Linked DNA regions of Muntiacus reevesi: region 2 is linked to region 1. Evidence: chromatin contacts called from public Hi-C data. All regions are on one chromosome and are shown on one strand. Each heading gives the region's core, a stretch centred on a gene start, on an enhancer-like site or on the middle of the called end of the contact. The rest is flanking DNA. Distances are from core to core; before and after follow the strand shown.

What was found. Hi-C and Micro-C count contacts between places; a contact is called where the count stands out from the background.
Region 2: a contact with region 1 is called in a Hi-C map of blood, with 2.5 times the contacts expected there. The contact joins the promoter of REV3L here to the promoter of CCN6 in region 1. A contact is called at or near these places in 2 of 3 Hi-C or Micro-C datasets (blood and muscle).

The regions. Positions count from the first base shown.
Region 1 is chr19:36,194,704-36,199,068 of mMunRee1.1, forward strand. It overlaps CCN6 (cellular communication network factor 6), which reads right to left and starts at 2,352. Exons shown (of 5, transcript XM_065911518.1): 1 at 2,305-2,352. The coding sequence starts at 2,352.
Region 2 is chr19:36,730,441-36,734,805 of mMunRee1.1, forward strand. REV3L (REV3 like, DNA directed polymerase zeta catalytic subunit) reads left to right here and starts at 2,409. Exons shown (of 32, transcript XM_065911638.1): 1 at 2,409-2,928. The coding sequence starts at 2,790. LOC136150844 (a long non-coding RNA gene) reads right to left here and starts at 1,914. Exons shown (of 4, transcript XR_010659941.1): 1 at 1,832-1,914.

The DNA of each region.
Region 1 (4,365 bases), core at 1,102-3,601:
TTGGAAAATTCTACATATTGTATGATTCCAACTACGTGCCATTCTGGAAACGGCAAAATGATGAAGGCAGTAAAAAGATCAGTGGTTGTCAGGGGTTGAGGGAAGGGATACACAGGTAGAACACAAAGGATTTTTTGGCAAGTGAAAATACTCTGCATGATACTATAGCAGTGGATACACATTAGCATGCATTTGCCCAAACTCATAGAAGGTACAACACCAAGGGTGAAAGCTAATGTAAGTAATGGACAAGGAGTGGTTATGATGCATCAATGTAGGTTCATCAGGTTCATGTAGAACTACTCCTACAATGTAGTTCATTAGTTGTAGCAAATGTACTGCTGTTTCAGGAGACACTGATAATCAGGGAGTGGAGGGGGGAGGCTATGCACGCGCAGCAGCAGGTGGTAAAGAGGAAATCTCTGAGACCTTCCTCTCAAATTTGTGTGACCCTAAAACACCACCAAAATATTATGTCTTTAAAAAAGGAGAAGGAAAATAAGAACAAGACACCCTGAGACAATGCCAAGAGGGGGGAAAAAAAACTGTCAACCTGGGATTCTATCTCCAGTGGAACTATCTTTCAAAAATTAAGGTGAAATTAAAGACATTTCTAGATAAACAAAAGCTGAGAGTAACTGTTGCTAGCATGCCTGCCTCACAAGAAATAGTAAAGGAAGCTCTTCCACCTGAAGAGAAGATTACAACAGATAGTATGCTAGAAATGCAAGAAGAAATCAAGGATGCTGGAAATGGTAAATGTGTGGATAAATATAAAGAGTTACATATAATTTTCTTTTTCTTCAGATATTTTTTAAAGGCTTTCAAAATAACATTTATTTCTTAAAAGTTAACATGTGCATAATAGGAAACCAAAAACCACAAGAAGCAAAACATAAAGTCATTCATAATCACAGGCTTCTTCAGATATTTTGATTGTTTTCAAAATCAAAATATTAAGACAACAAAAGAATCATGAGAACAATACAACAGAAAGAATGAGGGCTTTGACCACAGAACTACGCTTATCTTAGATAACATTCATTTATTTGATCTCTGAGCTTCAATCCTCCTCTGTACAACAGGATCAATAATATCCACTTTGCAAGGTTATTTTGAGTTATTATCTAATCACTAAAGTGTGAAGCACAGTTCTTGGCACATATTAGATTTTCTATACATGGTAGGTACTATCAACCCCTTCAAAACTTCAGACCCTTAACTTTGCCATTAAGCATAATATTTTCTTGTTGCTCTATCTATAACCTCTTCTTGTTTTTTTATTTTGAGCACATCTCTCTCTGTTGGAAGACTTGCTGCTTAGGGATATACTGTAGTTCTCAATCTACAAAAGTGGCAGACTTTTTCCTGAAGGGCAGTGGACGAGGCAATAGACAGCCCTATCTAACTCCTACTGGGGAAAAGCATCTCTCCATCCGTCCACATAATGGTACCACTGACATTCTTGTCATGACCCTTTTAAGATCTTAAATCTCTCCATATATAACAATTCTAACACATCCCTGCCCCGTTTTCTAAAATACATCTGCTGCTTAACTACCTCAAATTAACTCACACACACATCCCTGTATTCTAAAACACCAGGTTTCAAAAGCTCTGTCCTCTGAGCTAGCAAAAACCTCCACCATGTAGATAAATCCATAATATAAGCCACCCCAATTCAATCGTCTCAATTAAAAAAAAAAAAAAATGCTAAAGCAAAGAATCGCTCATATTGAATTAAACTTCCCTTTGGTCTGCTGCTCAAAATATTTAAAAACCCTGTGGACTGATTCTGTCTCATGAAAAGTGGAAAACACACGGGTTAAGAAAAGACAAAAAAAAATAGAATGTTTTAAAAATATGAAGTGTTTGCTCCGAAGCGTTCTCAAACAGCACAGGCTTAGCTGAAGAGAGCCGTCAGGGTCACTTTTTCCAGGACTTCTGTGCAGTCCGCCCGCCTGGCGCCGGCAGACGGCACGGCCACCCACCCCGCCCGCAGGGCAGCCAGCTCCCGGCAGACTCCAGTTAAAAGAAGGGAAAAAATACATTTTATGAAAACCTGGGAGCTGTTCAAACATATCCGAAGCAGGATTAAGTGCCCTACCCCGAAAGGGAGCGACGTTTTCCACTCTCCCCCGAAGCTAATGAATTAAAACAGGACTTGATTAGAAGATCATGGCTCCCTACTCGTCTGGAGGTATTTCCACAAGGAGCGCACCCCTCCACGTCCCCCATCTTCTCTTCCTTTTTGATTTCTGACCTGAGGAAGTGAGGGCCCCCGCAGCCCCCGGGGGGACGTACCTGCCACAGCGCGGCCAGGAGAAGCGTGGAGAGCAGCGGCCCCCGCATGGCCCCGGGCCGGCCTCGGGCCGGAGATGCTGAGATGCTGCGAGGCCCGCGCACAAAGCTCTGCTCTGTCTCCTGGAGGAAGGACCCACGCCTCCACCGCCCAGCTCCCGACTTTGTGCTCCAGCTCTCAGGCTCTGCTTTCGCTTTCCCAGATCCCTTTTAATAGCCTGTTTACTTTCAGGCGACCCTTCTCATATTTACCTTCGCGGTGGCCTGGAGCGCGCTCCTCCCGGGACGGAGAGGGGCAGACCAAGGGTGACTTCTGCTTGAAGGAACTGTTGTTCTTCCCGCTCCAGGAGCAGCCTTGAGCAAAACGGTGATATTAGACGGGTTACCCGCCGTAACCCTCAGCCTGTCCTCTGGGTTTGCCGCCCCAGGCCATCTATTTGCTACTTGCTTGTTCTCCCCGGGCCTCAAAACACAGGAGACAAGTCTGGCCTCTGACCACCCCATCACAGCCCGCCACTGCCCAGCTGTAACAGGCTCGCCCCACCTTCCCTCACTCTGCAGCTTCTTACCACAGTGCCCGGTGCTTACCTCTGTGACAGCACGTTTCTCCTAGCAGGTGGATTAGGTTTGGAAATGCTGTAGATGGAACCCAGGTGGACACCTACCATCTGGGGCCCAAGAGAAGCCGCTTTTTGCGGCCACAGCCCCATGACAGACAAGAGTGAAGTTAACCCCAATCTTTTAGGGCCAAGACAAAACAGTTACACTAGTGGCAATCAATTCATTTAACAAATCAAGATTTTTTTTTAAAGTCATTATAGATTTGTACACCCCTTCCCTTCTAATTCCCACCTCCCCAGCGTGTGTGGTCACCAGCCCATCTCCTCCCATGTCCAGTGGTTTGTGGCTTTTTTACCCAACTTTCAACTCTAGTCTCTGTCTGTGCATCTTGGGGTGCACCTACAATGGGGTTTTGTCTTCTTGTGGATCCAGTGTCTGGCCCATCTTCCTGCCCCCATTCTAGGGCCAATTTCTATTCCCTGTGACCTGTCACCTGTCTTCGATTTACTTGTCACCTCTCCTGGGCTCACTGCTCGCCTCTCTTTCTGTGTATAAAGACACAGTGACGGAAGGTTGGAGACCTGGAAAAAACTGGGCTTCCTGCCAACAACAAGGACTCTGGGGTCCTCAGAGAGCCAGGGACTCCATAAAATGTGCAAACATACCCCACATGGCTTACTAAGTAGTCAATTACACCATAATCACACACACACCAAACAAGGAATACCCAGCCTAGGTATGATGTCAACTCCTCACCTTCCTGCCTGAGAAACAGTGTAAAATCTGTGTAACAGGGAAAAACCTTCGTATTCTATTACAAGTTAATCACCAAAGGGATGTTGCCTATAAGCTAAAATTAAACATCATGGCTCATCTCTGGGAACCCTGCCTCCCAGGTAATGAAAGTAAAGTTATATCAATAAAATACCTTTGTTTAGCTCACAGGAAATACCCGCAACCAGACCCTCCTGTGAATAACCGCAGGAAGGAAGAAATTAACACATCCCCTCTGGAGGCTGACAGATCAGGAAATGTTTGACTTTCCTCCCTTCCCTTTTATTATAAAATAAGCCTGAATTCTAACTCTGGGAAGATAGTTCTTTGGGGCACGGTTCCACCATCTTCTTGGCTTGCTGACTTTCCAAATAAAGTTATGTTCCTTGCCCAAAGAATTCATCTCTTGATTGATTGGCCTGTCATACAGGGAGCAGCAGTATAAGCTTGGTCTCCCTAACATCTGAAAACAGCCTAATTAAGGAAGATGGGTCTGTGTTAGTCCAAAATGATCCATTATTTTCATGTCTCTGGTTTAACACCATCTGATCTTTGGGTTCCCAGCCTCAGGGATTCATGCCCCACAGTGGTCATGAGAAAGGATCATCTCTTATTTCCTCACTGGTTCATCGAAGGCAGAAGAATCTAAGCCCGGGATTAGCATATTCATGAACAACATCCCTCCTGTTCTGAATGTGATACTGCACCTATCTGTTCAGTGTTTGCACT
Region 2 (4,365 bases), core at 1,159-3,658, 540 kb after region 1:
TTCCTTCCTTGGAGTTCTAGAAGGATCTGAATGGTGGTTGCAACTCCCTTTTCTTAAAGTAAATGTTGATTTAAGAAGTAGGAGGAAAGAAAACATTTTCTAGAAATAGCTAATCTGTGAATTTGATGGTTGGTAATTGTTTAGTCACTAAATTGTGTTCAACTCTTGTGACCCATGGATTGTAGCTCACCAGGTTCCTCTGTCAATGGGATTTCCCAGGCAAGAACACTTTTACCTTTTTCTAGTTAGGAATAGTATAAATATTATGGATTTACTAGATTGTAATATAGTACAGGCACTCATGATTTTGTATTACCAAAGAACCATGACAGTGGTGGGTGGAGTTGCTAACAATACAGGTTTCCAGGTCCCATCCCTCAAAAATGTGATTTAGTAAGGGCCAAACTATTAAATATTTTTTCAAATATTAAATTTTAAAGAACACTCTAGTGGCATAGAATACTGTGAGAATCACTGGTACTGTGCATTTGATATTCAGTTTGTACAAGGTATTTTTCCAGAAAATGCATTTTGTATGGTAGTCCTTTAAAAAAATCACTTCCACTGCCTTCTAAAACTTAAATCAACTTAAGAGATTTTGCCTCTTAAAATACTAGGTAATTTTCTGTATATTAGTAGAAATCTTGCTACCTATGCTTATAATCATGCTCTCAGCTTGAAAACGCAGGCTAATTTGATGTGGTAATCAGTCTCGAATTCCCTGGAGCACAGATTCTTATTAGCATTGTATGTCATGGAATTTACAGACAGCTTACCAGTGCTCTGTCCCTTTGAGCCTTCTGGTTTTCCTACTTTGAGAACCACAGTATTCCAAATGAGGATCTCTCACAACACTTCAAATATATAGCAACCTACTAACCATTAAAATACACCTGGAAATACATGTATGAAAGAATGATCTCTAATTTGGGTAGACTGAAAATGACTGTCAAAAGTCCTAATTCAGTGGCATATTTCAAACTTGAAAACACGGTTTCTGCCGTCTACTGCTTAAATAATTTTGCTGGGAAGAAACTCTTATAAATTTTTATGTGAAAACTCTCGTTTCACAGATGAGCAAACAGAGGCCCCGAAAAAAAAAAAACAATTTGTCCAAGGTCACGCCCAATATTAGTGCCCAAGTCAGACAAAAAACCTAACGGTTCCAATATTATGGACAACCCAGCTGCATCGCCTAGTACCCTATATTTCCCCCCTCTCGCTTTCACAACTGCACCCCCTCCTTTTTGGATGAAGTTGTTTTGTCTAACGGTCCTTCCCTTTTGCTTTCTGGCCTTAGGCTAGTAAACCCTCACACAAACCATTAATGAATAACACTGGGAGTCCACATCTGATGCGGTGACTTTCAAGGGCCTCTTCTTTGGCCGAAAATTTCGCTGAAGGGCTCTTAATCCCACATTCCGCCAGGGAAGGGAGGGGAGGGAGGAGGTCACTGGGAACTGACAAGTCCTTACATGTCCAGGCGCGCGCCCGGGACGCAGCCTGCAGGCCCCGGGAGGAAACCAAGGAAGGATATACTACGGCGAGAGGGAAGCACAGGGGCGGGAGAAAAACACCGCGGTGGGAAATCCCTGTGCACTGGATCTGCCAACCCCTGGCAAAGATGAGCAGAGCCAGGCGTGAATAAATCTCATTAACCGGCCGGGTGCAGACACTGCAGAACGACGGCGGAGGAGGAGGAGGAGGGGGCCCGGCGTCTCGCACGTTCGGGAGGGAGCGGCGGGGCGGCCCTTTTATAGGCCGAAGCCCGCGCTCGCGCGCCCCCGCCCCTCGCACCGCCCCTGGGCCACGCGCGAGGCCGCGGCGTTACCTGAGAAGGGCCGGCTGCGTCCGCCGCCCCCGCCTCCCGCGAGGCCGCGGCGGCACGAGATCTGCGCCTCGCCTCCTCCCCCCACCCCGCCCTACTCCCGCGGGCGGGTTTTCTTACCTTGTAAAAGGCCGTTTCCGCGGCTGCCCCCGCCTTCTCTGCAGGATGTGAAATGGCGGTCGGCGAAGCGAGCGCGATCGCCGCGGCTCCGGCCAATCCCGCCTAGCCGCCAAAAAACGACCCTGAACACTGGCGTCCCCCTCCCCGCCGGGCCCTCAGAGCCCATCCATGACATCGGTGCTCCACCGCCCCCTCCCTCCGCTGCCCCTCACCCCAGGTGGCCGTGCCCACCGGCCGAGTCATCGATTCCCCGTGCCCCGCGCGGGCCCGGCTCTCCCGCAGCCACCGCCCTCGCGGCGTGCCCGGGGGCGGGGGGAGAAAACACCTACTCGGCCCCCCGCTTGGGTGTCCCGCTCGGCTGCCCGCCCCGCTCCCTCCCTTTCCCGCCGTGTCCCCTCCCCCAACTACTCTTGGCCCTCCCTTCGCCCCACACGCTCACACACACACACACAACCCCTTCTCCCCTCCCCCAGTGGTTGCGTCCGTGACATCATCATCATGGCAACAAGAGCTGCAGCCGGGGACCGAGGAGCCCGTGTGATTCCCGGCGGCGGCGGCAGTGGCGGTAGCAGCAGCAGCAGCACCGACGAAAGCGCGAGGGCTTCTCCCCGGTTGCCCCTCGCCGGGTGCTCCTGAGGAGGCGGCGGCAGCAGTGCCCACGCCGCCCCGCCCGCCGCCGCGGCTCGCCGTGTCTGAGTGTGAGGGGAGGGGGCCGAGTCGCGGAGGGGAGGGGGCGCCGCCGCCGCCGCTGCTGTGGGGCCGCCGCTGCGGAAGGAACCGCCGCTGCTGCTGCCGTTGCCAGGTCGCTAGTGAAGAGGAGGTGGCGGCGGCGGCGGCAAACATGTTTTCAGTGAGGATAGTGACTGCCGACTACTACATGGCCAGCCCGCTGCAGGGACTGGATATCTGCCAATCCCCCCTCACCCAGGCCCCTGTCAAGAAGGTGCCGGTGGTGCGAATCTTCGGAGCGACCCCGGCAGGTAAGCGGGCGCGGGGCGCGGGCGGGAGCGGCGGGCGCCCGGGCAGCTCTCCCCGCCGCGCACTCGCGCGCACGCCGCCGGCGCCGGCCCTCTAGGCTGATCGCTGCCGCGTCTTCCCTCCCCTTCGCCCTCCTCGCCTTTTCCTCCCGAGCGTGACAAGAGGCGCAAAAATGTGGGTCCGCGCGAGCGTTCCGCCCCCTCTTCCCCCATCCAACCCCAGGCGGGGAGGCGGCGGGCGCCGAGTGTTTACACTGCGTGCGGCGGTCGGGAGCCCGGTCCGCACTCGGGGTCGCGCGGGCAGGCGGAGCGGGCGTCGCTCTCGCCCAGGAGGACTGGGTCAGGTGGCCGCGCCATGTCTTCCGTGAGCGGGCGCGCAGGGTCCCCCCTCTGAGGTGGGTGACTGGTGGGACCTCGGACACCCTCTGCGTCTCCCAAGTGCCCCTTGCTGGAAACGGCTTGAGGAGTAGGGAAGTGTCAGCTCTGTTGTCAGTCGCTCCTCGTCGCCTCTTCTTATCAGCGCTCTCCTCTGCCCCTTCTGGAGATGCTGTGGGCTGAAGAGTGGCGCCTGGGGCCAGATAATCTTTCTCATTGAGGTGACCATGTGGTTCTGCTGTGAGGGCAGGTCGTAACTCTGGAGTTTCAAGTAAAGCCTCGGAGTCTGGGGGCAGGGCTCCGTCCCCAGGTGCGTTGCTTTCAGGGAAGTGTGTATCCGCGGAAGTAGGAAATGCATGTTTATGTCGCCCAGTGTAAAACATCCCACTTCATAGCGTCAATTTCATAAGAACCACAGCTAAGCCCAGCAAGGCAAACATTAAAGCAATGTCTCTATGCTGGGTTGTAGGATTGCATTTTAAATACACGTACATTTAAGACAATACGCTTTTTAATACGCTGTTTTGTTTTCAAAAACTATTTCGAACAAGTGGGGTGGGGAGACAGAAGCTACGTTCTCAGAAGCTCTTGGGGATTTATGATAGTATAAGTAGGATAGTGGCCAGATTTGCAAGATTTTAAATTGCTTTGCTTTTCTACACGCTTTGAACTGCCTATGTGAAATAATGGAGCTGCCTCCTAGAAAGAGATGCTCTCTAGCTATGTACTGCCCTATGGGATTTTAGATAGCATTTCCCACTTGATGCTCCTTGCATCACCATTCATCTTATTACTACAGTCAGTTTTCCTGTGGGCTATCAAGATAATAGCACTTTCCAAACTCAAGCACTCATTCTAAGCAGTTATCTTTTAATGTGAATTCTCTTCGTTAAAAATTTCAGTGTTGTTAGTGAGATTTGATAGAATGGTATTTGATATTTCTTTTTAAAATAGTGACAAAGCTTTTGATGATATGGAGTTTTTAAGATGGGGCATTTGAATGCAGTTGAAAGTGTAACACCTGAAACTTAGAGGCTGGAGAATAGAGGCAATAAAATGTTTTGA